Linked DNA regions of Mus musculus: regions 2, 3, 4, 5, 6 and 7 are each linked to region 1. The links are chromatin contacts, called in public HiChIP or PLAC-seq, Micro-C and promoter capture Hi-C maps. All regions are on one chromosome and are shown on one strand. Each heading gives the region's core, a stretch centred on a gene start, on an enhancer-like site or on the middle of the called end of the contact. The rest is flanking DNA. Distances are from core to core; before and after follow the strand shown. Region 1 holds the start of Man1c1 (mannosidase, alpha, class 1C, member 1). Region 2 holds the start of Arid1a (AT rich interactive domain 1A (SWI-like)). Region 3 holds the start of Rcan3 (regulator of calcineurin 3). Region 4 holds the start of Ncmap (noncompact myelin associated protein). Region 5 holds the start of Lin28a (lin-28 homolog A (C. elegans)). Region 6 holds the start of Ubxn11 (UBX domain protein 11). Region 7 holds the start of Clic4 (chloride intracellular channel 4 (mitochondrial)).

Region 1 (3,510 bases), core at 638-3,137:
CATACTCACTCACACATACACATTCACACATACTCAAACACTCACACTCATACACACACATACTTAAACACACACACTCAAACACACACACTCATACACATTCACACATACACACACACACACACACACACACACACACTCACTCACACACTCCGTCTCTGTCTCCGTGCCCCCCAACCCCCTCAGTGCAGACAAGCTGACATTAAAGGCTAGGTCCCTACCTCCTTCCCCAAGTATATGCCAGGACTCTCCTGTAGGATCCACTGAGAAGCTTGGACAAGGGAGACGTGCAGGAGACCAGGCTAGGCCTCTGGGCTACTGCATTAAGGAGCACACACATGCTTATCTCATGCACGAGCTAACTCCAGGGAACTGACTCCTGCCAGCCAAACTCATAAGAGACTGAAACATTTGAAGTAGAAATTTACATATAAGCTAGGTGTATTGGGAGAAATTATTCATCTCCGGTGACCAAAATATTTGCACCTGTTAGCGACAGTAGTCTTTTATCTTTTATTTTCAGCAGAGAGAAATTTATATGCCAGGGGTATTTAAATGTCAGGAGTGGGCGTGCTGGCAATGGTTTGGCCAGGGTTAGAAGCAAGCCTCAGTAGCCCATTTGCAGAAAGCCTCAGGGAAGAAGAAAGATTTATGAGGTGAGAGCCTGCCTGGGCTGCCTCCTCTCCGGGAAAGGCGTCCCTGCAGTATTTTCTGTCTTTCAAATTGCAGCTGAAAGCAGATATTTTCCCCCTTGCCTATTATACCTCTTAATTTGTCTCTCCCTATGCTGTTGTCTCTATAAAGAGTTTTGCATGAGAGACCCACACAGCAGTGTTATTTTGGCCCCCGGTGTGAGGTTTAACAGCAAGGGAAGGACTAAAGTCCACGGATGCATGTGTCTTGGGGCAGGGGCACACGGTGTCTGATAACACATGCCGGTGTATGTGTGGGCTTGTGGAGGTGGCTTGGGTATGCCTGTGCACGTCAATGTTTTGCTTATATAGACCTGTCTAGATACACTTTGGCATAATTGCTAGGGTGTCCGTGCTGAAATTAAGTGTATATTTGCATGTAAGCACACACCCACAAGGTAGCCTCTGTATGCATAAAAATGCAAATGTTCACATACATGCATATCCTATGTATGACCCGTGCATATGTCCAGGTCCCCGCCTCTCTCTCTGTCTGTCCCTCTCTCTTCTTGCTTCTCATGTTAGCATCCCTCGCCAACCCCACCCAAGGGCCTTGGCCACATTTTTGGTGGCGGTTTGCGAGGAACCCTGGAAATACTGATTCAGCCAGACATAACCACAGCCACAGCTCTCGGGTTTGGTCCAGCCATCCCCATCCCCCCCAGAGCGAAGCAGCTGTACTACCGCGGCTGGTCTGAGCTCTGGGCATCCCTGGCTACCAGCAACCTGGCAATCCCCGGCTGGTGCTGAGAAGTGACAGGGTCGCCCAACGATGGGCAGCGCCTTACAGAACAACCTGGTCTCCTGGCCCTTCCGGGGGGAGACCGAAACACAGAGCGGCGCTAGGCGGAGGTGGGCGGTGGAGGGGGCGTCTCGGTCTTTCGGAGTCCAGCGAACGCTGGGCAGAAACCAATGGGTGATTGTGGCCCATCGGGGATCCCTCGGAAGCAGCCAATGACCTCTCTCCGCTCTGCACCCCGCCCTCTCCACAGCGCGCAGCTGGACCATTGGAGCTAGCAGGATGGGGGAGCGCAGCGCCAGCATTTGGAGCGGGGGGCGTGGCCCAGACTGTGACCCGCCCATCTTTCCCGGCTAGGTTCCCCATTGGCCGAACTGCGGTGCCGCGGCGGGCGGAGAGGAGGGGCGCGAGGCGCGCTGTAGGCGTGGCCTGAGGGCGTGGCTGGCGGGGGGCGGGGCAGCGGCGCTGTCGCAGTGAGAGCCGGAGCAGCGGCGGCCCGTCTGGAGCTGCGGCGGGTGAGCCTGCGCGGCTAGCGGAGCCGCGGGGCCGGGAACAGGTGATCGCAGCAGGAGACCCGCGCCCTCCCGAGTTGCGGCGCCGGAGCCAAGGCTTCCTGGCTCAGCGGCAGGCCCAGGGCTGACAGAGGCCAGCTGCAGGCTTCGCACGCGCTTCCCGGGTATCCCTCTCCCCGCGCGAGCATCTGAAGCCCCTGGGTCCCGCGCAGCCTCGGGAGCGGCAACCGCGCGCGGCGGAGCAAAGTTGTGGACGTGTCCCGACCGCCGGGCCCTGCGCCGTCACCACCGGCTGGGCTCGCGCTCTAGGAGCTGCGCTCGCCCTGCAAGCCCCGGGGGTTCCCTTTGCAAACTGCTCCAGAGGCTGAAACTTCGGGTGCCGGCGGGTCGGGGCCTGCGTCCTGCGCACCCTCCGCGAGGGCGTCGCGGACGGCATGTGACCACTCCGGCGCGGGAAGGCGCGGGAGGGCGCGGGCTCCGTGGATCAGGCGGAGGGCAGGCTGCGGCGCACGGCGGGCCCGGGCTCCAGCCGAGCAGCCCCCCTCGCCCGGGCCCCGCCGAGGCCGCCGCGCCCCCGCCCCCGCGCGGGAGGACTCGCTCCAAACTCCCTGAACTTCGGGCGGGTCCCGAAGCGGCGGCCTCGAGGTGCGCAGCCTTGCTCGGGGACCCCAGCCACTTCACTCTTGCTCCCCACCCTTGAGGACTCTGAGGACTCCCGGGGCCCCGGGCGGAGCTGACAGCCCCCTCCTGCTGGCCGCGCCGCGATGCTGGTGAGGAAAGTGCCGGGTTTCGTCCCGGCCTCGCCGTGGGGGCTGCGGCTGCCGCAGAAGTTCCTTTTCCTGCTCTTCCTCTCGGGCCTCGTCACCCTGTGCTTTGGCGCCCTGTTCCTTCTGCCCCATTCCTCTCGCCTCAAGCGCCTCTTCTCGGCCTCGCGGACCCAACAGCCCGGCCTGGAGGTGATGGCCGAAATCGCCGGTCACCACTCGGTGTCAGAGCAGGAGCCGCCTCCCAACCCTGCCCCTGCGGCTCCGGCCCCGGGTGAGGACGATCCCAGCCGCCTGGTCGGTGTTCTCCGTAGGAAAGGGTGGCTGCGGCGAACCCGCCCCACCGGGCCCCGGGAGGAAGGCAACAGGGTTGCAGCCCTCAGGCCGCAGGAAGAGAGCGTCCGGTTCACTTTCGACTACAATGGTTTCCGCAGCCGCCTTCGACACCCGGTCTTGGGGACAAGGACTGATGAGAGTAAGGAGTCCCAGAGTCTGGTGCGAGCTCAGCGAGAGAAAATCAAAGAGGTAAGCACCCCCCCCCCCAACACACACCTCCCGCCAAGACTTCTAGCTGCAAGCGATTCCCCACCTTCTTGGCCTCTCCTGGCTCCTGGTCTGCCCAAGACCCTTCAGGCAGGCCGCAGCACCGCCCCTCAATCCGAAGTTACTCTCTTTGCTTGGTGCCTACTTTAGGATAACTAGGTTAGTTCATGGCTCCTACCAACCTCCAGGTGGATTCCCCCCCCCCCCACCACCCCCGTCCCCTTTAAGTTCCTAGCCCTGGTGGGCTCCAGGCTTTCCCT
Region 2 (3,510 bases), core at 546-3,045, 950 kb after region 1:
GAGCCCACAAGTTCTAAAATAATGGTCTGTGGTCCAAAGTCTCCATTTATAAAATCTGGGAGGAAAAGAGGCCTTTGTCATTGATGCTTTCCCAAGGCAGTCTTGGTCCTGGTGAGACGCTGGAATTCCCTCTGGTTTCTCCTGGCTTGCCCTGTCAGAGCATTCCAGGCCTGCCTGAGAAGAAAAGGCTGCTGTGGAACTGGTGAGGCCTGTAGGTCTGGACAACTCTGAGCTTTTCCGCGAATGCCTTGATCTTCACAGATAAACCTGGCCTTAGGGTCTCTGGTAAACTTCAAGGAGTCTTACACCTTAGGATAGACAGCAGATCTGAGGGGCATCCGTTTTCTGTGTGACCTGTTAGGCTCTTTTTCTCTCTTTATAGAGAAAATGGTTTCCATTTTCTGCATCCCTCTTCTGCAGTGGTTTTTGAACAGAGGTTCTTTCAGTCCCTGGAGCCTCTTCTGTGGGCTGTTTACAGTCTTCCAAGGTACTTGCCTTTGAAGATTGGGCTACTGGCCATTGTGAGCTAGGTTCCCTTAGGAAGTGCTAATGGAGCTTGGTTTGCCTGGAGGACTGTCTTAAGCCCCCAACGCATCAGTAGCCACCATTTTAAGAGAAGTGGTGGGATGACCACGTTTGATTTTCAAACCTCCTGACACTGATCTGATCCGGTGGTTGGATTTGTTCACAACGTAAGTGCCTTTCTTTTCTCTTTTCCTCCTTTTCTCTGGCTAAGTAGACAAGATGCGGCTTCGGCCACTCACTCCACTTTTTATAGCCACACACTTCTGCCCTCTGACTTTAAGTGACCTGGGCAGTCCCCTCCCTTCAGTCTGTTGGTAAAATGGGGGGGGGGGAGATAATCCAGACCTCATGCCCCCAGGGCCTTGTCAGAGAGGGCTAATGAGGGCAGGGCACGGGAGAACCGATAGTTTGAACAATGGTCAGTCCTCCTTTGGGGCTAGCCAAAGGGGGGGAAAAGCAGGGCTCGCTCAGCTGGGTCTCTAGAGCAGGTCTGCAAAAGGCTTTGAAGAAGAAAAGTGCTGCGGAGGTGCTAAGTCGCAGCCAAGAGCCCAGGCCCGGTGCCAGGGGGTCAGGTCCCGGCCGCGGCGGCCGCGGTTTCGGGCTCAGGCCAATTTTGCAGGCGCGGGTAAAGTTCACGCGGCCCGCTCCCTTTGGAGCGGCCGGGAGGGGACAGGCCAGGCTGGGAACGCGGCGAGCGAGGCGGCGCAGGCTCCGGAGGCGCGGGCTCCGGGCCGGGTTTTCCCCGAAGCCTTCGGCGGCGGCGCAGCCGAGCGAAAGAGGCTGAGGGCTTGCCGCCGCCGCCGCGGCTCCTTCTCTCCCCTCCTCCTTTGTGAGGGGAAGGGAGCGAGTCCATTCCACGGCCTGCGCCCGCTCCGCGCTCCAGTCCTGGTTTTTCAGGCGGCCGCGACGGCGCTGGGTAAAATGGCAGTGCTGAGCCTCGTGTCGGAGTGAGGGGGACTCGGAGGAGAGTGGGGCGCTCTAGCTGCTCAGTCCCGCCGCCCGCCCGCCCGCTCTCTCGTTCGCTCTCTCGCCCGCCCGCCCGCCGCCAAGCAGCAGCCTCGGCCCGAGCCGCGGCCGGGGAGGCGAGGCAGGGCGCCCGCCAGAGCAGCGCTCCTACTCTGCCTCCCGGCGCCCCGTCCGCCGCCGCGCGCCCTCCAGCCCGCCCGCCCGCCCGCCCGTCCCGGGTCCCCCCTCCCCCCCCGCTCCCTCCCTCCTTTCCCGCCCCCTCCCCCTCGCCTCCCTCCCTCCCTCCCTCCTCCTTTCTCCGGCAGCAGAAAGCGGAGAGTCACAGCGGGGCCAGGCCCTGGGGAGCGGAGCCTCCACCGCCCCCCTCATTCCCAGGCAAGGGCTTGGGGGGAATGAGCCGGGAGAGCCGGGTCCCGAGCCGCCAGAGCCCGGAGCAGCTGAGCCGCCGGCGCCTCGGCTGCCGCCGCCGCCTCCTCCTCCTCCTCCGCCGCCAGCCCGGAGCCTGAGCCGGCGGGGCGGGGGGGAGAGGAGCGAGCGCAGCGCAGCAGCGGAGCCCCGCGAGGCCCGCCCGGGCGGGTGGGGAGGGCAGCCCGGGGGACTCGGCCCCGGGGCGGGGTGGGAGGGGGGAGAAGACGAAGACAGGGCCGGGTCTCTCCGCGGACGAGACAGCGGGGATCATGGCCGCGCAGGTCGCCCCCGCCGCCGCCAGCAGCCTGGGCAACCCGCCGCCGCCGCCCTCGGAGCTGAAGAAAGCCGAGCAGCAACAGCGGGAGGAGGCGGGGGGCGAGGCGGCGGCGGCAGCGGCCGAGCGCGGGGAAATGAAGGCAGCCGCCGGGCAGGAGAGCGAGGGCCCCGCCGTGGGGCCGCCGCAGCCGCTGGGAAAGGAGCTGCAGGACGGGGCCGAGAGCAATGGGGGTGGCGGCGGCGGCGGAGCCGGCAGCGGCGGCGGGCCCGGCGCGGAGCCGGACCTGAAGAACTCGAACGGGAACGCGGGCCCTAGGCCCGCCCTGAACAATAACCTCCCGGAGCCGCCCGGCGGCGGCGGCGGCGGCGGCAGCAGCAGCAGCGACGGGGTGGGGGCGCCTCCTCACTCGGCCGCGGCCGCCCTGCCGCCCCCAGCCTACGGCTTCGGGCAAGCCTACGGCCGGAGCCCGTCTGCCGTCGCCGCCGCGGCGGCCGCCGTCTTCCACCAACAACATGGCGGACAACAAAGCCCTGGCCTGGCAGCGCTGCAGAGCGGCGGCGGCGGGGGCTTGGAGCCCTACGCCGGGCCCCAGCAGAACTCGCACGACCACGGCTTCCCCAACCACCAGTACAACTCCTACTACCCCAACCGCAGCGCCTACCCCCCGCCTCCCCAGGCCTACGCGCTGAGCTCCCCGAGAGGTGGCACTCCGGGCTCCGGCGCGGCGGCGGCCGCCGGCTCCAAGCCGCCTCCCTCCTCCAGCGCCTCTGCCTCCTCGTCGTCTTCGTCCTTCGCACAGCAGCGCTTCGGGGCCATGGGGGGAGGCGGCCCCTCAGCGGCCGGCGGGGGAACTCCCCAGCCCACCGCCACCCCCACCCTCAACCAACTGCTCACGTCGCCCAGCTCGGCCCGTGGCTACCAGGGCTACCCCGGGGGCGACTACGGCGGCGGGCCCCAGGACGGGGGCGCGGGCAAAGGCCCGGCGGACATGGCCTCGCAGTGCTGGGGGGCTGCGGCGGCGGCGGCGGCGGCGGCAGCGGCCGTCTCGGGAGGGGCCCAACAAAGGAGCCACCACGCGCCCATGAGCCCCGGGAGCAGCGGCGGCGGGGGGCAGCCGCTCGCCCGGACCCCTCAGGTACACAGCCGAGCGGGGAGGGGGCTGGGGCCAGCGGGGCCGGGGGGTGGGCTGGGTGGCGGCTGCGGGGAAGCAGGCCCCGGCCGTGGGCTCCCCTCGGGCTTGGGCCCCCACTGCCGGGGAGCTGCCATTGTCTGGCTCTTCTCTCTTAAAATGGCTGCCTGTCTGCCTTCCTCTCCTTCCCTCGATCAGCCTTTGT
Region 3 (3,510 bases), core at 608-3,107, 730 kb before region 1:
CACAGGGCCTTCATAACCATTGGGAAATAATAACCAATGCAAGCTGGAGCCAGGCTTTTAACTTAGAATGGCTCCAAGCCCTTCCTAAGGCTCCCGGAGCTCATTCATTCCTGAGCAGGGGTAGAGAATGCAGCAGTTCCCACACACACTGACTTAGAACTCCATCATGTGTGTGCTACATATACACGTCTGTGTATGTGTGCACAAATCTGCATGTACACACATACACATGCATACTTGTGTGCTTGTGCACATATGACTGTGGGGGTAAGAAGCTGGCCACATTTACTCTTTATTGCATATTTTGAGACGCAATTTCTCACTGAACCCAGTATTTAGCCAACTGAGTCACCTCAGAAACTGAGTTCAGAGAATCTTTCTTTCTTTTTTTTTAAGATTTATTTATTTATTATTATATGTAAGTACACTGTAGCTGTCTTCAGACACTCCAGAAGAGGGAGTCAGATCTCATTACAGATGGTTGTGAGCCACCGTGTGGTTGCTGAGATTTGAACTCAGGATCTTTGGAAGAGCAGTCAGTGCTCTTAACCATCTAGCCATCTCACCAGCCCAAGGGGAAACATTTCTATGCTTCTTGATGTGAGTATAGAAGTCACTCTCCATAATTCTTTGATGAAAAAGTGAAGAACTTGACGTGTTAAGTCAAGTTTAATCAGGAGCCTCAGGGTGGAAAGCTGCAGAAACTTCCTAAAGCAAAAGGGATACAACACTGTGATCCTGTGGGGGACACTATGGGAGTCACTCTGACGAGGATGCTATGCCCTGCATTTTGTGCCCATGACTCTCACCGAGTGACAACACTGTGTCCTTAGTTTTGACCCCCTTGTTTCATTTGTCCTATGAAGGGTCTTGCGTAAATGACAAAAGCTGATTTTCTATTTATTATTTGTTTATTATTCAGAAGGGCAGCCGTGTGGAAGTCAGAGAACACTTGCAGGAGTTCTCTCCTTCCATCACGTGCGTCCGGGGTTGGGAGCAAGGACCCTCAGAACTGAGCCATACGGCCTGGATAGCAGAGCAGAATCCTTCTAGCGGGAGCTGAGAGTTCTCCAGCTCTGTACCGTTCATCCAGTTTGTGAGCTGGAAGAGGGCACAGCTCCCTGACAGGCTGGTCTCAGCAACAGCAATTAAAATTAAAATGCCAGCCAGCCTCGGCGCTACTACTAGCCTAAACCCTGACCTAGACATAATTAATGTTCCATTATCTCCAAGGGAGATAAGCAAGACTGTGTGGAAAGGCAAACGCAAATATCATTAATATTGTACATCTGTGCTGGGTGCAATGGAGGGAGGGATGGGGCGCGCGCAGTCACACACCTGGTGACACCCATAGCACAGCCACGTCGCCATCGCCTCTACTGGGCGACGGGAGCTGCGGGGCGAGGTCGGGCACATCCGGCTGCCAGGTTCCTAGAAGGCTACCCCGGGTTAAGCTCACAGGAACCCGCCCCGAGAAGGTTCCTAGTATCCCGGCTAGCTGTTCCTGTCACTGTCACGTGAGGTCAGCAAAAAGAGAGAGAAAATGTTTCTTGGGGGCGGCGGATACCAAGGGGACATCAAAAGTCCCGTTCTGGAGGTCAAGGAAAGCCTCTGCCTTAAGAGTGCCGGCCCAGGGGGGGTGGGAAAAAAAAAAAAAAAGAGTGCCGGCCCAAGTCCCTCAAAGCCAGTGCCAGCCAGCCAAGAGGAGCAGGCGAATGCGCGCGCGCAGAACCCACCCCCGCCCCCAGAGCCCCGCCCACCACTCGGCGACTCCCGCCCACCCAGCTGTCAGCCCCGCCCTCCTGTCTGTGCGCCGGCGCAGCGCGCCCCCTGGGCGCGAGGAACCCAGGGAGGGCGCGAGGCGCGCGGGCCCGGGAGCGCGCGCGACGCTGGCAACCTCGCTCAGCCCTAGGTCACCGCCCGTGTCGCCGGCTGAGGCGGCCGCTGCGGCCCGCGTTGAGGGCGTGGTGGCTCCGGGTGGTGAGGGTCTGTCCGCCCCAGGCCGCGCTCGTGGGCATCCCCCCTCGGGCCTCTCCCCTCGAGCGCACAGGTGAGTCTCCCCTTCGCAGGGCGGGGCCGGGTCGCGGCCGCTCGGAACAGGTTTGCAGCAGCTCTGGGTGATGGATCCCCAGGATCCCTGAAAGTTAAAGCAGCCTCAGCTAGAGCAGCAGCTGCCCAGATCCTCCAGGAACCCCCTAGACGTTGCTAAGGACCAACCGCCTGATGCCCAGGATCTCCCCCAGCAGCTTCGGGGTAACGTCCTGCAAAACAACCCTCGCCCCCAGGTCCTTTCTCCTCCACCAGCAATTTCTCCACCCGCAGTTCGACTTTTTGAAAGATGTCAGGCCCAACCTGGCCCCCCCCTCCCGGAGGGCAGGGAAGGTGTGGCTAGTAAAACCCTCCTGGCAGCAGGTGGAAGCCCCACTCCCCTCTCTCCTCCCCTCCCCCAGGATGCAGGAATCCTCGTGCTTCTCTGCTTCCCTGGCATCTGGAAACTTGTCCGCTTCCTCTTGAACCCTTCAATAGCTGTCTGTTTCCAGGTTGTGGGGTTCCAGCTTCCGTGCGAAATCTCATCATCTCCTCTGGGGATTAAGATTCTAGCGGCTCACGTCCATGTTTCAGATTCAAACTAGGATTATGTAGAGTGATGTTTTATTGTAGGGTTTAAAACCAAATATATATATATTCGCGTCCCAATATTGAAGGCTATCTAGGACAATACATTTACTTGAACTTTTCGTAGAAGTCTCTCATCTACTAGTTGGCCAGAGAAGTAATTGACCATCTGTAGCTATGATTAGTGATTACTTTAAAATGTTATTTTAAGAACTGGGTGTGGCACACGTTTATAATATTAGCAAGTGGGAGACTAGTCTGGACTACATAATACGGTCCTGCCCAACAAAACAAAATAAAACCTATCTTAACACAATGCCATTACCTCTAGTCCAATATATCAATATGTAGTCCTATGAGATGGCTCAGCTGGTACAGACAGACACACTTACTGCAAAGCCTGACAGTTGGAGTTCCCGGATCCCGGGGATCAACATGGCAGGAGGAGAGAATCAGCTTTTGCAAGTTGTCCTTTGACTAATACCTGAGTGTTGCTGAGGCCACAGTCAAACACACATATAAACATTCAATAAATATATGTTAACAAAATAGTGTGCCGGGGGCGGGGGATGTCCACTGTTAAGAGCACCTACTGCTCTTGCACAGAACTGGGCTCTGAGTCCTAGCACCCGTATGTAACTTCAGTTCCAGGTGATCCCACCCCTCCTCTGACCTCTGAGGGCTTATGCACACACCTGATGCATGTACACAAACTCAGAAGTAAGTAAAAGGGCAGAATTTGAGGAATATATTAAGTCTCAGAGTCTGGGTGTTTATGCAGCATGCACAGTTGTTCATTTTGATGGGGATTTCACGTTAGCGTTCAGTTATACATTGGATGTGGGAGGATTATGAAAAAGATGAAATCAGTATCCTGTTACTCTTCACTGCAGC
Region 4 (3,510 bases), core at 502-3,001, 690 kb before region 1:
TAAAGGCGTGCGTCACCACGCCCGGCGTGTGTACATTTCTCTCTGGCTCTATGAATAAATATAAATGTCCCCAGCCTGCCCATCACCTGAAGCACCTCATTTCTAGTCCTTGCCATAGTAGCACGGAGCTGAAGACACATAGCCATAGCCATAGCCACACCTGTCTTGGAATTAGTAAACAATGGATCAGAATTTGAACCCAAGGCCATCTAACAACTGAGATCTTGTACCCATACCCAGAAGAGGATCTGGAAACATCCCAGAATGTCCCTAAGAGACCCTACTCTAGTTCAGAGCCAGGAGTGCCCCCTACCTTGCCCTCCTCCATCATGTGTGGCCACTCCGTCTTTGGTGAGGCAGTGAATCATGCATGGTATTGTCTAACAGCATGTGTCAACAAACCCACGACGGAGTTTCCTATCAAAGTACAAGTAACTCTTCCATGGCTCTTGCTCCTTCGCCCGCTTGCTGTGTGAGACTGAGTAACTGCTAGATCCTTGGACTTCCATTCACAGCTGCGATTGAACCATTGTTGGGAATTGCGCTGCCAACTGTAAGTCATCAATAAATTCTTTTACTATATAGAGACTATCCGTAAGTTCTGTGACTCTAGAGAACCCTGACTAATACAGAAGTTGCTTCACACTGAGCCATGGAAGCAACTCAGGGGCGCTCGGTCCAGACCCAGTCACTTCCTGGCTCTACTCCCAGTCTGCCACTTTACCTTCTGGGGACCTGAGGCCCACCTTGTCTTCCTGGTACTTCATTTCCCTGTTTATACAAGGATCTCTTAAATCTGGTTGTGAGCCTACCGTGTGCTGGAGAGACCGTGTGGCACCCGGAGACCGTGAAGATGCGCACAGCCTAGTTGAAAGTGGGAGTGCTGTTTTTTATTTTCGTTGGTGAAGCAATAATTCTTTTTTTTAAAAAAAGATTTTATTTATTATAAATAAGTACACTGTTGCTGTCTTCAGACACACCAGAAGAGGGCGTCAGATCTCATTACAGGTGGCTGTGAGCCACCATTTGGTTGCTGGGATTTGAACTTCGGAATAGCAGTCAGTGCTCTTAACCGCTGAACCATCTCACCAGCCCAATAATTCTTTTTTTAAATTTTGTGTGTGCATGTGTTCATGTGGGAGGGGATGGAGTTAGAAGCAATCGTGCCTTTCCTGATGTGGGTGCTGGGAACTGAACTTATGTTAAGCTCATCTTCTAAGCCCACCCCACCCTCCGTGCTAACTTTTAGGCAGGAAACAGGGAATTTTCTCACGCTTGCTAGGCAAGCACTTTACCCACTGACCCATGCTAGCTGAAACGTACTATGTTTTCGGAGCCAGCCTTGAACTTGCAGCAATCCCCTTGCCTCTGCTGCCTGTGTACTACTAGAAAATTAGTTTCTAATCACGCTCAGGAGGAATTTCTGTCACCTGTAAACTGCCAGTCCTCTGGTCCTCGGATCCCACAGCTGGTCCACACTTTCACTCCATCAGCTCGCTTCATCCGATTCAGCTCTCCGTCAACGCGAGGTCCCTTCCTCCTCTTTTGTCTTCTCACAATTCCAACCTGGAAGAAGTGGGTGCGGGGGGGTGCCAGACCTGAAGTCCCCTGAGCGGCAGGAGGAGAGAGCGACGTGGGGACACTGCGGGCGGGGCGGGAGCGCTGGGCAGGTGATGGGGGAGGGTGGTCACTAGTTGGGAGGGATGGGGCGGGACAGGACCCGGAGGCGACAGCGGCGGCTGCAAGAGGCGGGGCTGGGGTGTGGAGCAGGTAGGGCGCAGGGCACGGAACGCGGGGGCTTGGAAGGACAGCGCACAGGGGCTCAGGCCCGCGGAAGATAGCTCTCCGGACCCCCAGGGGTCCCCAGCCTGGCGCGCGCCTTGGCGTGAGCCGGTAGCTGAAAGGTCAGCAACATCTCCCGGTTGTCTGCAGACACCGGTGCACAGAGGTGTTCAGGGTGCAAGCTGAGAAGCACCCCGAAGCTGGGTGCATTCGGGGCTACATCTCTGGCATGCGGAAAGCTGGTGGTTTCCTTGTCCGCTCCTACGAAGTCACAGGGAGCGACCTGGACTCCCGGAAGAAAAGCCTACGAGAGGTAGGAGCCTTGAACTCCCCTCCCCCTCGGGTCCTGAGCTCTCCTGGTTTATAAACTGGGCATCCAGGAGAGCACGCTCCTTCCGAGGCCCCAGGAGCTGTGCAGTCCAATGAGACCAGCACCCGGAAAAGGGGCCCGGGCTCGTACCAGAGTCAATAAGCGAGATGTTGAATCAGCCGCTCCTTGATAGTGGGAGATTCCAGTCCCGGGTACCTTGAGGTGGAAGGAAATGGATTCCTGCCTCCAAAGGGGCTGGGTGGGGAAGCTCTGGGGTGCGGGAGGAAGATTCTTCTTGGAAGAGGGGTTGGGGGATTTGAGAAGCTGCGAAAGGAGCAAAGAAGCCGGAGTGGAGTGGTACCCAATCCGAGTCTCCGCCTCGGCCTGGCTGGCTGTCGCCTTGAGGCAGCCTCTTCTTACCAATTCGGTTTCTTGTACCTAAGTGAAACTTTCTTGTATCTAAACGAACCGGTGATTTGATTTTATGTAAGCTATTCCTTTTTGCCAGACTGGCTCCTTGGGGCCAGGGACTGTGTCTGGTTCACAATTGCCTCACCAGCTCCAGTAAAGCTGGGCTCGTAGTTAAACCAGGGGCTTAAGAGTGGCAGCAGCATTGTGGAGCGTGGTGGCGCACACCTTTAATCCCAGCACTTGGGAGGCAGAGGCAAGCGGATTTCTGAGTTTGAGGCCAGCCTGGTCTACAAAGTGAGTTCCAGGACAGCCAGGGCTACACAGAGAAACCCTGTCTCGAAAAACCAAAACAAAAAACAAAACAAAACAAAAAAGAGTGGCAGCATCGGGTGGAGCTGGGCACCTCCTGGTGTGTGTGGTGAGCAGGCACAGGCGGCTGAGCTGGGCTTGAAGATAGGCTCCCCTGGTCTCTGTGGTTGGGATTGCCCACCTAATTCCTAATTCTCCAACTGGACTCATATCACCACCTGAACTGTAGCTCAGGCTGGACACAGGCTTGTATATAACAGCAGTAAACACTATCCCGAGCCTGTCTGGTTCTGGTGACCTCCAGGTGGCCATGTGATAACATGAGTAGCAAAGATCTGACGAGGATTGAGGCTGGTGGGAGTGCGGGCATCCAGAGGGACAGAGACAGGGACACGGTCCCCCAGAAAGGCAAGGTCAAGGCCTCTTGTAGCACTTACTTGGGTCTTGCTTATGCCTGTAATTTCAGTACTCACGAGGGTGAAGGGTGAGGCTTGTCTCAAGTTCAAGGCCAGCCCAGGCTAGATAGTAATACAATCCTTAAAAATAAGTAAATAGGGCTGGAGAGATGACTCAGAAGTTGAGACCACTGACTGCTCTTCCAGGGGTCCTGAGTTCAAGTCCCACAACCATATGATGGCTGACAACCATCTATGATAAGGTCTGGCGCCCTCTTCTGGCTTGCAGGCATATATGCAGGC
Region 5 (3,510 bases), core at 546-3,045, 690 kb after region 1:
GACTTTGGTTGATACACTCGGACAACTCCAAAAAGATCTAACAGTCCCTAGCTGGGAATAGGACACTCTTAATGATACTTAAAAATTACAGCTTAGTAGCACAAGGCTTGCCATAGTCTTTTTCATCCCTCAAAGTCCTATCTCATACTTTTTATGCGCATGCAAACATTCGTAGAAAAGAGAACAACAGTATTCCTCACAGTCATCTCCTATTCCATCGTCCATTTCTCTACACCATCATCTTTTTTCTGTCTTAGATACGCACTTGCTTATGAGCGTGCATGTATGTATGTATGCACAACTGCAGCGTGTGAACCACAAGAGATTCTACACACTTGTGGAGAAGACTGAATTCAGGATAAGCTGATGCCCCTGAAAGCAGGCTCTGTCCCTTTAAATGGGTTGTAGCTGTGGGGGAGGGGAACTGACCGGAGCTGGCATTGTCCAGTTTGAACTGAGCACCGGAAGTGAAGGGGCAGGGCCAGGGCCGTGCACTGAGCCCCGGGCCATTGTCCATCTCTGACCAGGGCAGTGGCCACCCCTCTGGTCCACCCTCTTTATCTTCTAGTAGGGAGTTTACCTCTTTAAATGAGAAGCCTCTCTCTATCCAGTCTTTTCACCAGTCATACTACCCGAAGGGTAGCTCAATTTAGGATGGTGACTGAGAACAGGAGGGTCTGGGAATTAGAGTGTCCCGGGTCTTGGAGGAAGTGCCTCCACCCACCAATCTATTCTCTTCCACCAACGGATGGGACAGGACGGGACGCGGCAGGCAGGGGCCCGATGAGAACACAGCTACCACAGAGGGCATTCTTCGAGGTTTCCACATGCTCTCTCAGGGAGCTGTACCTGGAAGCAACTTTAGGTGTAGGCTTAGGAGGGAGCGAAGGACTCTTTGCACAGAATCAACTAGGAGCTTGTTTCTCACTGGGACAAACCCAGAGAAACTGTTGTTGAAATTTGGAGATTGAGGCATCCAGTAGCACCCAGAGACAGGCCGAGTTTGAGAGGCAGCACCTAGGTTAAGACAGATCAGCTCGGTGGGGTCTCCAGCCGCTTCCTTGCACCCCTATCCCGGCTTCCTAATGTCCAGAACTCCAGGTCTATCTAAGCACACGGAGGTGGGGGGTGAGAGCAGGTCAGCGCCAAGCAGCCGGGTCAGCTCTGAGGCCTGAGGGGAAAGAGGGGGAGGGGCGCTGAGGGGCTGGGGGAGGGGGAGGGCTCATCCATTTCTCCCTTGACAGGTGGTTTGTGTTTCTGATTGGACAGCGCCACCAGGCTCACACCTCCCTCCCCCAACTCTCTGGAATGTATAATTATCTGCCCGGGGGGTGGGGGTGGTGTGTGTGTGTGTGTGTGTGTGTGTGTGTGTGTGTGTGTGTGTGTGTGTGTGTGGTCACGTGGTTATAAAACTACCCCCCCCCCGTTCCCCCCCACCTGTGTCCGCTTTGGATGCCCGCATTGAGTCCTCAAAGTGCAGGATCCCAAATTCTGGGGTACTGAAGACTTCCAGTGCAAAAGATCCCCATCTCCAGATGTGTGTATGTGGAGGGGGTGTCAAATCTCAAGGTTCTGGGAAGGGACACCCCAGAGGTGTCAGAGACCAGAGCAGTGGGGGAGGGCCGAAGCCAGAGCCAGAGGGAAAGGGAGGGGTAAGGAGAGAGGGGAGGGGAGGGGGCTGCCCGCGGGGGGTTGGGTCATTGTCTTTTAGAATTTGGGAGCCTTTGAAAAGCCGTGGGCCCTCCCACCGCTATTGTGCGGGGGAAGATGTAGCAGCCTCTTCTCCGAACCACCCCTTTGCCTCCGGACTTCTCTGGGGCCAGCAGCCGCCCGACCTGGGGCCCGGGGCCACGGGCTCAGCAGACGACCATGGGCTCGGTGTCCAACCAGCAGTTTGCAGGTTCGAGCTTGCGATTCAGCGGGCACACCTTAGGGTGCAGGGAGCCCAATGTCTAAATAGAAGGGAGGTGGGAAAGTGTCCCACGGACTTGTCCGCGGGACCCCCAAGTCCCTATGGCCTCCTGCTTCTGGGGGCCATCTCTGGACTAGGGAACCCTGGTGTTCCAGTGGCTTGTACACCGAGCCCGTGGGGGCGGAGGGAGAGAAGAGGAGGGGCCTGTCCCTCCGCGTGTGCACGGGCAACTTGTTGTGGGAAGACAAGCAAAACTTTTGGGGCGTCAGCATCCTCTGTGTAAGCTTGGGGAGGCAGCCAGGACAGGTTTCTTCTTACCAGCTGCTTGGTAGCTGCCTCCTCCTGGGTGTCTATCCGCGGGCTGACCACCGAGATCTCCCAGACGGGTCCCTGAGAGGGCCTGCGATCCCTTGGCCCCCAGCTGATCACCTGGCCCTCCCTATCTCCAGGTGGCTGCGCCAAGGCAGCGGAGAAGGCGCCAGAGGAGGCGCCGCCTGACGCGGCCCGAGCGGCAGACGAGCCGCAGCTGCTGCACGGGGCCGGCATCTGTAAGTGGTTCAACGTGCGCATGGGGTTCGGCTTCCTGTCTATGACCGCCCGCGCTGGGGTCGCGCTCGACCCCCCGGTGGACGTCTTTGTGCACCAGGTGAGACTCATTCTGGAACTTTGCTAGGGGAAAAAAAAGAAAAAGGCTGGGAGTTCCGAGGTACGGCCTTGGCTGGTGGCCCCTCCTGTCGGATTGGAGGAGATAAATACCCCTCATTGTGCGTCCCCATATTTTTCGGGACACCCCAGTTTTGAGTTTGTAGTAACTGCAGTTGTGCGAGGAGGCACTGCTGACTACCAGCACCCCCTCCCCGCCCCCTTCCGGGAACCCCTCCGGCTTACCACGTGTCTATTACCTCTTTCCCCTGGGAAGGGAGCAGGGGGCAGGGAGGTGACCCCATGTGGCAGAAACTAAGGTTGTATTGTGCTTGCCGGTGGGGGAGGGCCAGCAGGCCGACCAGGGAAGCACATGCAGGGCCTGAGCCGGGCGTTAGCGCCCTGAGTTCTAAAGGTCTGAGTCTAATTCATAGGGAGGAGAGAGTGTGAGCCATTTGCTACCCAACCTACGGGCGTGAACCTGCGACGTCAGGTTCTTCCCGTTTCAATGCAGACCTCAAGTCAGGTGGCCACCCAAAGCCAGGTCCTGTAGCCAGTGTAGGTTTGGCAGGTCCCGGAAGGATCAACGTGTGAGCTGAAAAGCTCCCCTAGAGGTCTGGCTACAGATCAGGGCTGGCAGGCACCTCTAGCTGTCCACCCGGTTCTGCCAGGAAGGAAGACCTTAAGATCCCAGGCCTTCATTCCTTGGCCGTGGCAATCCCAAGTTCGCAGTTAAAGAAGGGCTACACAGTAGGGAGTGAAATTCAGTGTCGAGGGGGCAGGCGGTAGAGGAAGACTGGCCTCTGGCCCTATTCTCCTCAGCTTGGCATTTATGGCCCCAGACAGCCATTGATTGCTGTCCCTAACATTCCTAACCCTAAACAAGGAAGAGAGTAGAGCCTTCAGGTTTCCCTCTTCCCGGCCATTCCCTTTCTTAATATCCTACCGGGGGCGGG
Region 6 (3,510 bases), core at 685-3,184, 600 kb after region 1:
TCTAGCCTCTCTCCATTCTATCAGCTCCCAAACCCTTCAGGTCAAATGCCACCCTGTCTCTGCTGTGGGTTCTTTTCTCCTGTGACACAGGACAATTCTTCGGGAGCTTTTACACTGCCCGTCCTGTGAGCCCTGGGCCCTGTGGATAAGACCTAGCTAGTGCCTTCAGTCTGGGGATTTCTCCTGGGCACCACTGTGCCTTCTCGCTCCCCTGGGCCAGAGATATTTTCTTGTTGCTGTTTTGGCACTGGGGGCTGAGAGGATCTACCGCTGAGCAAGACACTCGGTCCCTTTAAATTTGTTTATTGACTTTGAAGATTTATTTATTTTATATATGAGAGTACACTGTCACTGTCTTCAGACACACCAGAAGAGGGCATCGGATCCCATTACAGATAGTTGTGAGCCACCACGTGGTTGCTGGGAAATGAACTCAGGATCTCTGGAAGAGCAGTCGGTGCTCTTAACTGGTGAGCCATCGCTCCAGCCCCTTAAATTTATTTTTAGTTTTTCTTTTCTTTTTTTTTTAAAGATTTATTTATTTATTATATGTAAGTACACTGTAGCTGTCTTCAGACACTCCAGAAGAGGGAGTCAGATCTCGTATGGATGGTTGTAAGCCACCATGTGGTTGCTGGGATTTGAACTCCTGACCTTCGGAAGAGCAGTCGGGTGCTCTTACCCACTGAGCCATCTCACCAGCCCAAAATGTGTAGCCCAGGCTGGCCTCAACCAGCGAGACAGGGTTTCTCTGTATAGCCCTGGCTGCCCTGGAACTCACTCTGTAGACCAGGCTGGCCTGGAACTCAGAAATCCGCCTGCCTCTGCCTCCCAAGTGCTGGGATTAAAGGCGTGCGCGACCATGCCCAGCTTGAAATAAAGTCTTAAGCTTGAAAATGGCTCAGAGGTTAAGAGCAATTGCTGCTCTTGAAGAACCTCGGTTTGGTTCCCAGTAACTGCATCGCAGCTCAGAACAGAACCTCTTGTAACTCCAGTTCCAGGGACGGTGATGCCTTCCTCTGGCCTCCTTTGACACCAGACATGCATGTGGTACACATACACACATGCAGACACATATATGTATGAAATGATAATAATAAATATATAATATATATAAAGGTCTTTGCCCCCACTGGCCTTGAACTGGCTCTAAAGTCCAGGCTGACTTTGAACATGTGCTCCGCCTGTTTCAGCCTCCTGAGTAGCTTTACACGTCTGCAGACCACCAGGCCCAGCTTCTATTTTGTTTAGTTATTTGTTTTTTGTTTTTGAGACAAGAGTCTCACTCTGTTAAACCAGGCTGGCCTCAAACTTTGCTGGGATTAAAGGTGTGAGCCACCACTCCTGGCTTTGTTTTATTTTACTTTTTTTAATTTAAGGTAAAGTTTCGCTGATTTACCCTGGTTGGCCTGGGACTCGCAATGTAGCCAGATAGGCTTCGTACTCCAGTCCTCTCTCCTCGGCCCCTACATAGAGTGCAGGCCTATGTCACAACCCATTAAGTCTGTAAAGATACGGTTGTCGCCTCCGGTGAGGGTTACAAACGTGTCCTTTGTTTCTTCATCTGAAGGACCAAACTGAGTGCTGCCCTAGGCAGTTATCACTCGACACACCAGGCGACAGCCTGATAGCTGCGCGACATCCTCCTAATCCTTTGCTGGGCACGTTGGCACTAAGAAGGTTAGTGCGCCCAAAGCCCGCCCCAGGATTCCGCCGCCTGTCCCGCCTCCACGCGCGGACACGGTGAGTATGGTCCCCACTTCCCTCCTGAGCCAAGTCATGCATGTCGCCGACCCTCGGAGTCAGGACGAGGGCCGCGGCCTGCGGGAAGACTTAGCGGGGCAGAAAGGCCCGGAGATGGCACTCACCACGGGGCCAGCGAGCCGTCCCGCGGCGCCGCCATCTTGTTGTCTCGGGGTTTCCCAGGCGACCAGGACCCGAGCACTTCTCATTGGCTAATTCCGAGAGGCTCTCTAACGAACCAGAGGGCAGTGAAGACGGGCATAGGGTTGCACGTGAGACTTCAAATCCCAGAATGCACCGCTCTAAGAGGTCAGAGGGCGTTCTTGAGGCCGGGTCTTGAGTTCAAGAGATTGGTCCCTAGAAGCCTCTAGACCTGAAGATGTTGAACCCGACGTTGTCAATATTGTGCTATTTGATCTTGAAGAAATCATGTTTCCTTTGTTTTCCCACCTGATCATGCAAAGATGAATGGAAATGATGCAGGTGACTTAATAAATATTTAAATCTCATTTCCCCCCTCTAATTTATGGACTAGATGATGCACTGCAGGAAAGTTCTAATTCTAGTTCCTAAGTAGAATAATTGGGTGACCCTTCACTTCCAGTATGACGAGTAATTTCCCCTCCCTCAGCCTCATAGCTAGATGGCTCAACGGGTACTAAGTCTTGGTCTTACTACCAAGCTGAAGACCAAGTTCGATCAGGTCACACATGGCAGGAGAAAACGGCTCCTGGATCTGTCTTCCGATTTCTGCAGGAGCACTGTCCAGATGCAACACGAAATAAGTGACCAAATAGATATTAACTGAAAACTAAAATTATCCTAATAGCACCAAAGTACTAGAGATACTTTAGTTAGGACTGCACTGGGTCCTCACCTGTACAGACAGGGTAACTTTGAGCACATTCACATCTCCTTTTCTTCGCTTGTAAAATGAAAATACGGCCTACCTGACAAGGTTGCTGGGATTGGCCATTAGGAGGGTAATGCAAAGTACTTATCAAACACCTCTATAGATGTTTTCAAAATATTTCTTGCCAGGTGGTGGTGGCACTTGTCTCTAATCCCAGCAGGAGACAGAGGCAAGAGGATCTCTGAATTCGAAGCCAGCCTGGTCTACAGAGTGAGCCCCAGGACAGCCAAGGCTACAGAAAGAAACCCTGTTTAGAAAAACAAAACCAGGTCAGGTGTGGTGGCTCCCGCCTTTAATCCCAGCACTTGGGAGGCAGAGGCAGGCAGATTTCTGAGTTTGAGGCCAGCCTGGTCTACAGAGTGAGTTCCAGGCCAGCCAGGGATACACAGAGAAACCCTGTCTTAAAAAAAACACAAAGAAAAAGAAAAACATAGAGCCGGGCATGGTGGCACATGCCTTTAATCCCAGCACTTGGGAGGCAGAGGCAGGTGGATTTCTGAGTTCGAGGCCAGCCTGGTCTACAGAGTGAGTTCCAGGCCAGCCAGGGATACACAGAGAAACCCTGTCTTTAAAAAAACACAAAGAAAAAGAAAAACATAGAGCCGGGCATGGTGGCACATGCCTTTAATCCCAGCACTTGGGAGGCAGAGGCAGGTGGATTTCTGAGTTCGAGGCCAGCCTGGTCTACAGAGTGAGTTCCAGGGCAGCCAGGGCTACACAGAGAAACCCTGTCTGGAAAAAAAAAAAAAAAAAAGGAAGAAGAAAAACATGAAGACTCTAATCCAGAGGTCTCAACCTGTGGCTTGTGACCCAGTTTGGGGCCCCATACCTGATATCCTGCATATTAGATAGTA
Region 7 (3,510 bases), core at 490-2,989, 570 kb before region 1:
ATTTGTGAGGCAGAGGCAGGTGGATTTCTGAGTTCCAGTCCAGCCTGGTCTACCGATTGAGTTCCAGGATAGCCAGGGGTATATAGAGAAACCCTGGCTCAAAAAAAAAAAAAAAAAAAAAATACGGTGATTGTTGGTTGCAGTGGTGGACACCTTTGACCCTAGTACTTGGGAGGTGGAGAAAAAAAACAGGCAGACCAAAACCCAAACCCTGGTGTGTGTGTGTGTGTGTGTGTGTGTGTGTGTGATGGCATTCTGTAGAAGTCAGAGGTAAGCTTTCTGGAGTTGGTTTTCTCCTTCTACCTTTAGATGGCCCCAACATCACATCCAGGTTGGAAGTCTTGCAAGGCAAACGCTTTTACCTGCTGAATCATCTTGACTGCCATTATTATTATTATTATTATTATTATTATTATTATTATTTTGAGGTAGTCTTGCAATATACCCAGACTGTCCTCAAACTCTCAGCCCTCCTGCCTGAGCCATCACCTGAGAGCCACGTATATGTCACCAAATCAGGCCGAGGTTTAGGGTGTTTAAGGCCACTGCCAAACTGTGAACTTAAAACAGCCTTACTCCGGAGCATTGATGGATCTAATTGCTGGGGCACAGCATCCTTCTCACAGAATCTAGCAACTTGGAGATGGGGTTGAGTGAGGATAAAGTAGTTGCAGGTTGCACTGCATTTTTACACATCATTCCAATTTGTTGAAGCACTCTGATCCACACTAGGCACAGAGGATGTGAGATAACCATGACACCCCGCTTCCATCCCCCAATTTAGCCTTTCTAATCAACTCACTCATCACCCTAGCCTGGGAGGTACCACAGAATGAGCAGATTAAGGAAAACCAGAAGGCAAATTTCCCAAAGGTGACATTCACTGACGGCAATTCCGCAGTAGACCGCGTGTCTCAGGCCCCTGTCCTCAGGGTGTAAAGTACTCGCCCCTGCGCGCTGAGTGGCACTCAGGTGACTCATTAAACTTCTCCAGGTGAACGGAAGACAGGAATCGGTCCAGGTGGGGCAAAACAGCACGGATAACGTTTTCAGAGTCAGGCGCTGCCTCAAGCACTGGGGTTGTGCTGGAGCGGGACGCTGTCCCACCGTTTTGGCCTAATTCAGAGCCCGGGACACAGGACGACTTTACAAGAACTTTTGAGTATCTTGATTTCAAATAGAGAAGGATCACGAAAGGAGATCCGCGGTCAGAAGGATTAAAAAGTTCTTAAGGACATGAAAACTTTCGCAAAAGTTTTCCAGGAAAAGGCGGCCGCGCCTAACAGAAGTAGCCGAGGAGGCCGCCGCCCCGGGAACCGGAGGGGACGATGAGTCCCTGCGGCTGCAGCGGGGGAGAGGGCGCGAGGCGGGCCGCCGCATGAGGTCACTTGGCACCCAACCAGCAGCAGCTGCGCCGCGGAGAGAGGCGGTGTCAGGCTCCGGCTCCAGGGACCTTCCCCGCCCACCCCCTGAGGGGCGTGGCTTCGGGGGGACCTCCCGGCCAATCCGCGCTGCCCAGCCTAGGCCGCGCCCCCAGCGCCCTCCAGGCTCCCTAGTGGTCGGTCCGTGGAAGCTAGAGCGCTCCGCTGTCTTCCTCGCCTGAGGCCACGCCCCCAGCTGTGGCCCGCCCATTTCCCCCCCACCCCTGCAGGATCCTGGCCACTGCTCCGCCCACGCCCCGCCCATAGGGCTCCGCCCAGCGGTTTGAAGCGGCCGGGACCGCAACCCCCTCAGAGTCGCGCGCGAGGCGTGAGGCGGTGCTGAGGATCTGAGGCCACGGGCAGCCAGACGCCGGGACTGTCCAGCGAACGAGCAAGCCAGCGAGTGAGCGAGCGGCGGGAACCCGCAGCCACAGCAGCCCCGGAGCCACAGCCGCAGCCGCCGTCCGCGGAGCCCAGCCCAACCGGCCATGGCGCTGTCGATGCCCCTGAACGGGCTGAAGGAGGAGGACAAAGAGCCCCTCATCGAGCTCTTCGTCAAGGTGAGCGCTCACCGTCCCGAGCGACGCGGGCTGACGTCCCCGCACCCCGAAGCGCCCCCACGCGGCATCCCCGCAGCCCGAGGCGGCGCCGTACCTCCCGCGCTCATTCCCATTGTCTGGGCTCCGCGCCTTCCCGCCTCGCAGCGGGACCTTGGCGGACCCTGCGGGCGCGGCGACAGGGAGGCGACTCCGCAGGGCGGGACGCGCCTCAGCTGCGCCGCGTGGGTACTGTCACCCTCCTCGCCGTGTCCGACCCCACCCCGCCGCGAGCCCCAGCCTCGGGCCGCGGGGCTGATAGCTCACCCAACTTACTGGAACGCTAGCGCCTGGCCCGGGTGAAACTGAAACTTTAACTTTGATACAATGTTAAATAAAGTAAAGGGGAGGAGGGACCCGGGAGCCGTAAACCCAGCAGTTGGGAAAAGTGGTCTAGGGAAGATCCCGAGTTCAGAGCCAGCCTTGGCTGCTTAGTAAACCCAGGGCAAGCCTGGGATAGGAGGGACCCTCATCCCAGCCCTCCTCCCGCATGGGGGAGGGGAGAATTTTTTTAATGCGGGCGTGGTGACTCGGCTATGACCCAGCAGTAGAGGCTTGAGGAGTCCCTCGAGTTCGAGGCCAGCCTGGGTTACAAATGTGAGCCTCCGGACACACACCCAAAACCCAGGCAACTAACTGCAAAGAAGAAGAAAAAAAAAAAAAAAGGAAAAGAAAAGAAAAAGCGAAAAGAAGGGTGGATGCCCCAAGGCTTCCGGAAAATACAGAGATTCCCGACTTGGGTTTTCCTGTCCGGTGTTTTACCACCATCTGGTTTTCTTGTTTCTCTAGCGCGCCTGTTTTCACATGATGCAACCTTTTGGCCGCTTTCGTTTGCTGTTGCCACCTCGGCAGGCAAGCCCGTTTGGTTTGAAAGAAAACCTGAATTCTCCGCTCTCTCGGGCTTAAAAAGGTTCATTCCTCTCGCCCTCCTCAGTTTGTAAACCCTGGAGCTGCCTTCTTCGCCTAGAAACGCTTCTCTGACTGCTCTCCGCGCCTCTCCCTTTTGGGGCGTAGCGAAGGAGGGAAAAGTTAACGCAACAAACATCTGGGTCCCCTGCTTTACTGAGCCTCCTTGGAAACCCTGACGTTCGTTCTGTTAGCCACTAAATATCCAGGCTTAGGTCGAAACTGGCAACACTAGAAGTCCAACAGGCATCCAGTACTAAAGTCTGCCCTTTCTTAGTTTTAATTTGAAAGAGCGGAAATTATCGAAGGATGTGTTCCAGAGATGGAAGGCAGAAATCTGCAGGGTGGTAACAATGTTTGCCTTAGTGTTTTCTGTTAGTTGCTGGTTTTAGAACTTTTTTTTTTTTTTGGTCTAGAGCATCGGCTCTCAACTGGGGGTCAAGACCCCTTTGAAAGATCAAACGGCCTTTTTACAGGGGTCACCTAAGACTATTGGAAAATGCAGACAATTTCATTACAATTCATAGCAGTAGCAAAGTTACAGTTATGAAGTAGCACCAAAAATAATTTTACTGTTGGGGGTCAGC

Evidence for each region. Promoter capture Hi-C pulls out the DNA fragments that hold promoters and counts their contacts. A called contact is a pair of places that touch in the nucleus more often than the background predicts. HiChIP or PLAC-seq counts read pairs in DNA pulled down with a chosen protein or histone mark.
Region 2: a contact with region 1 is called in an H3K27ac HiChIP or PLAC-seq map of microglia, with 5 times the contacts expected there. The contact joins the promoter of Arid1a here to the promoter of Man1c1 in region 1. A contact is called at or near these places in 2 of 115 datasets of contacts at active chromatin or transcription factors (bone marrow-derived macrophages and microglia).
Region 3: a contact with region 1 is called in an HNF4G HiChIP or PLAC-seq map of pancreatic cancer cells. The contact joins the promoter of Rcan3 here to the promoter of Man1c1 in region 1. A contact is called at or near these places in 2 of 39 promoter capture datasets (neural stem cells and pre-B cells) and 1 of 115 datasets of contacts at active chromatin or transcription factors (pancreatic cancer cells).
Region 4: a contact with region 1 is called in a promoter capture Hi-C map of stem cell-derived epiblast-like cells, with 9 times the contacts expected there. The contact joins the promoter of Ncmap here to the promoter of Man1c1 in region 1. A contact is called at or near these places in 2 of 39 promoter capture datasets (embryonic stem cells and stem cell-derived epiblast-like cells).
Region 5: a contact with region 1 is called in a Micro-C map of embryonic stem cells, with 2.2 times the contacts expected there. The contact joins the promoter of Lin28a here to the promoter of Man1c1 in region 1. A contact is called at or near these places in 1 of 39 promoter capture datasets (liver), 1 of 484 Hi-C or Micro-C datasets (embryonic stem cells) and 1 of 115 datasets of contacts at active chromatin or transcription factors (extraembryonic endoderm stem cells).
Region 6: a contact with region 1 is called in an HNF4G HiChIP or PLAC-seq map of pancreatic cancer cells. The contact joins the promoter of Ubxn11 here to the promoter of Man1c1 in region 1. A contact is called at or near these places in 2 of 115 datasets of contacts at active chromatin or transcription factors (double positive thymocytes and pancreatic cancer cells).
Region 7: a promoter capture Hi-C map of pre-B cells shows a contact between it and region 1, with 2.4 times the contacts expected there. The contact joins the promoter of Clic4 here to the promoter of Man1c1 in region 1. A contact is called at or near these places in 1 of 39 promoter capture datasets (pre-B cells) and 1 of 484 Hi-C or Micro-C datasets (embryonic stem cells).

Annotation. Positions count from the first base shown.
Region 1 is chr4:134,702,667-134,706,176 of GRCm38.p6, reverse strand. Man1c1 (mannosidase, alpha, class 1C, member 1) reads left to right here and starts at 1,887. Exons shown (of 12, transcript NM_207237.3): 1 at 1,887-3,232. The coding sequence starts at 2,708.
Region 2 is chr4:133,752,270-133,755,779 of GRCm38.p6, reverse strand. It overlaps Arid1a (AT rich interactive domain 1A (SWI-like)), which reads left to right and starts at 1,795. Exons shown (of 20, transcript NM_001080819.2): 1 at 1,795-3,311. The coding sequence starts at 2,169.
Region 3 is chr4:135,432,152-135,435,661 of GRCm38.p6, reverse strand. It overlaps Rcan3 (regulator of calcineurin 3), which reads left to right and starts at 1,857. Exons shown (of 5, transcript NM_022980.4): 1 at 1,857-2,050.
Region 4 is chr4:135,396,468-135,399,977 of GRCm38.p6, reverse strand. Ncmap (noncompact myelin associated protein) reads left to right here and starts at 1,751. Exons shown (of 5, transcript NM_145555.2): 1 at 1,751-2,095.
Region 5 is chr4:134,017,101-134,020,610 of GRCm38.p6, reverse strand. Lin28a (lin-28 homolog A (C. elegans)) reads left to right here and starts at 1,795. Exons shown (of 4, transcript NM_145833.1): 1 at 1,795-1,900; 2 at 2,362-2,558. The coding sequence starts at 1,870.
Region 6 is chr4:134,101,007-134,104,516 of GRCm38.p6, reverse strand. It overlaps Ubxn11 (UBX domain protein 11), which reads right to left and starts at 1,934. Exons shown (of 15, transcript NM_026257.3): 1 at 1,869-1,934.
Region 7 is chr4:135,270,989-135,274,498 of GRCm38.p6, reverse strand. Clic4 (chloride intracellular channel 4 (mitochondrial)) reads left to right here and starts at 1,739. Exons shown (of 6, transcript NM_013885.2): 1 at 1,739-1,981. The coding sequence starts at 1,910.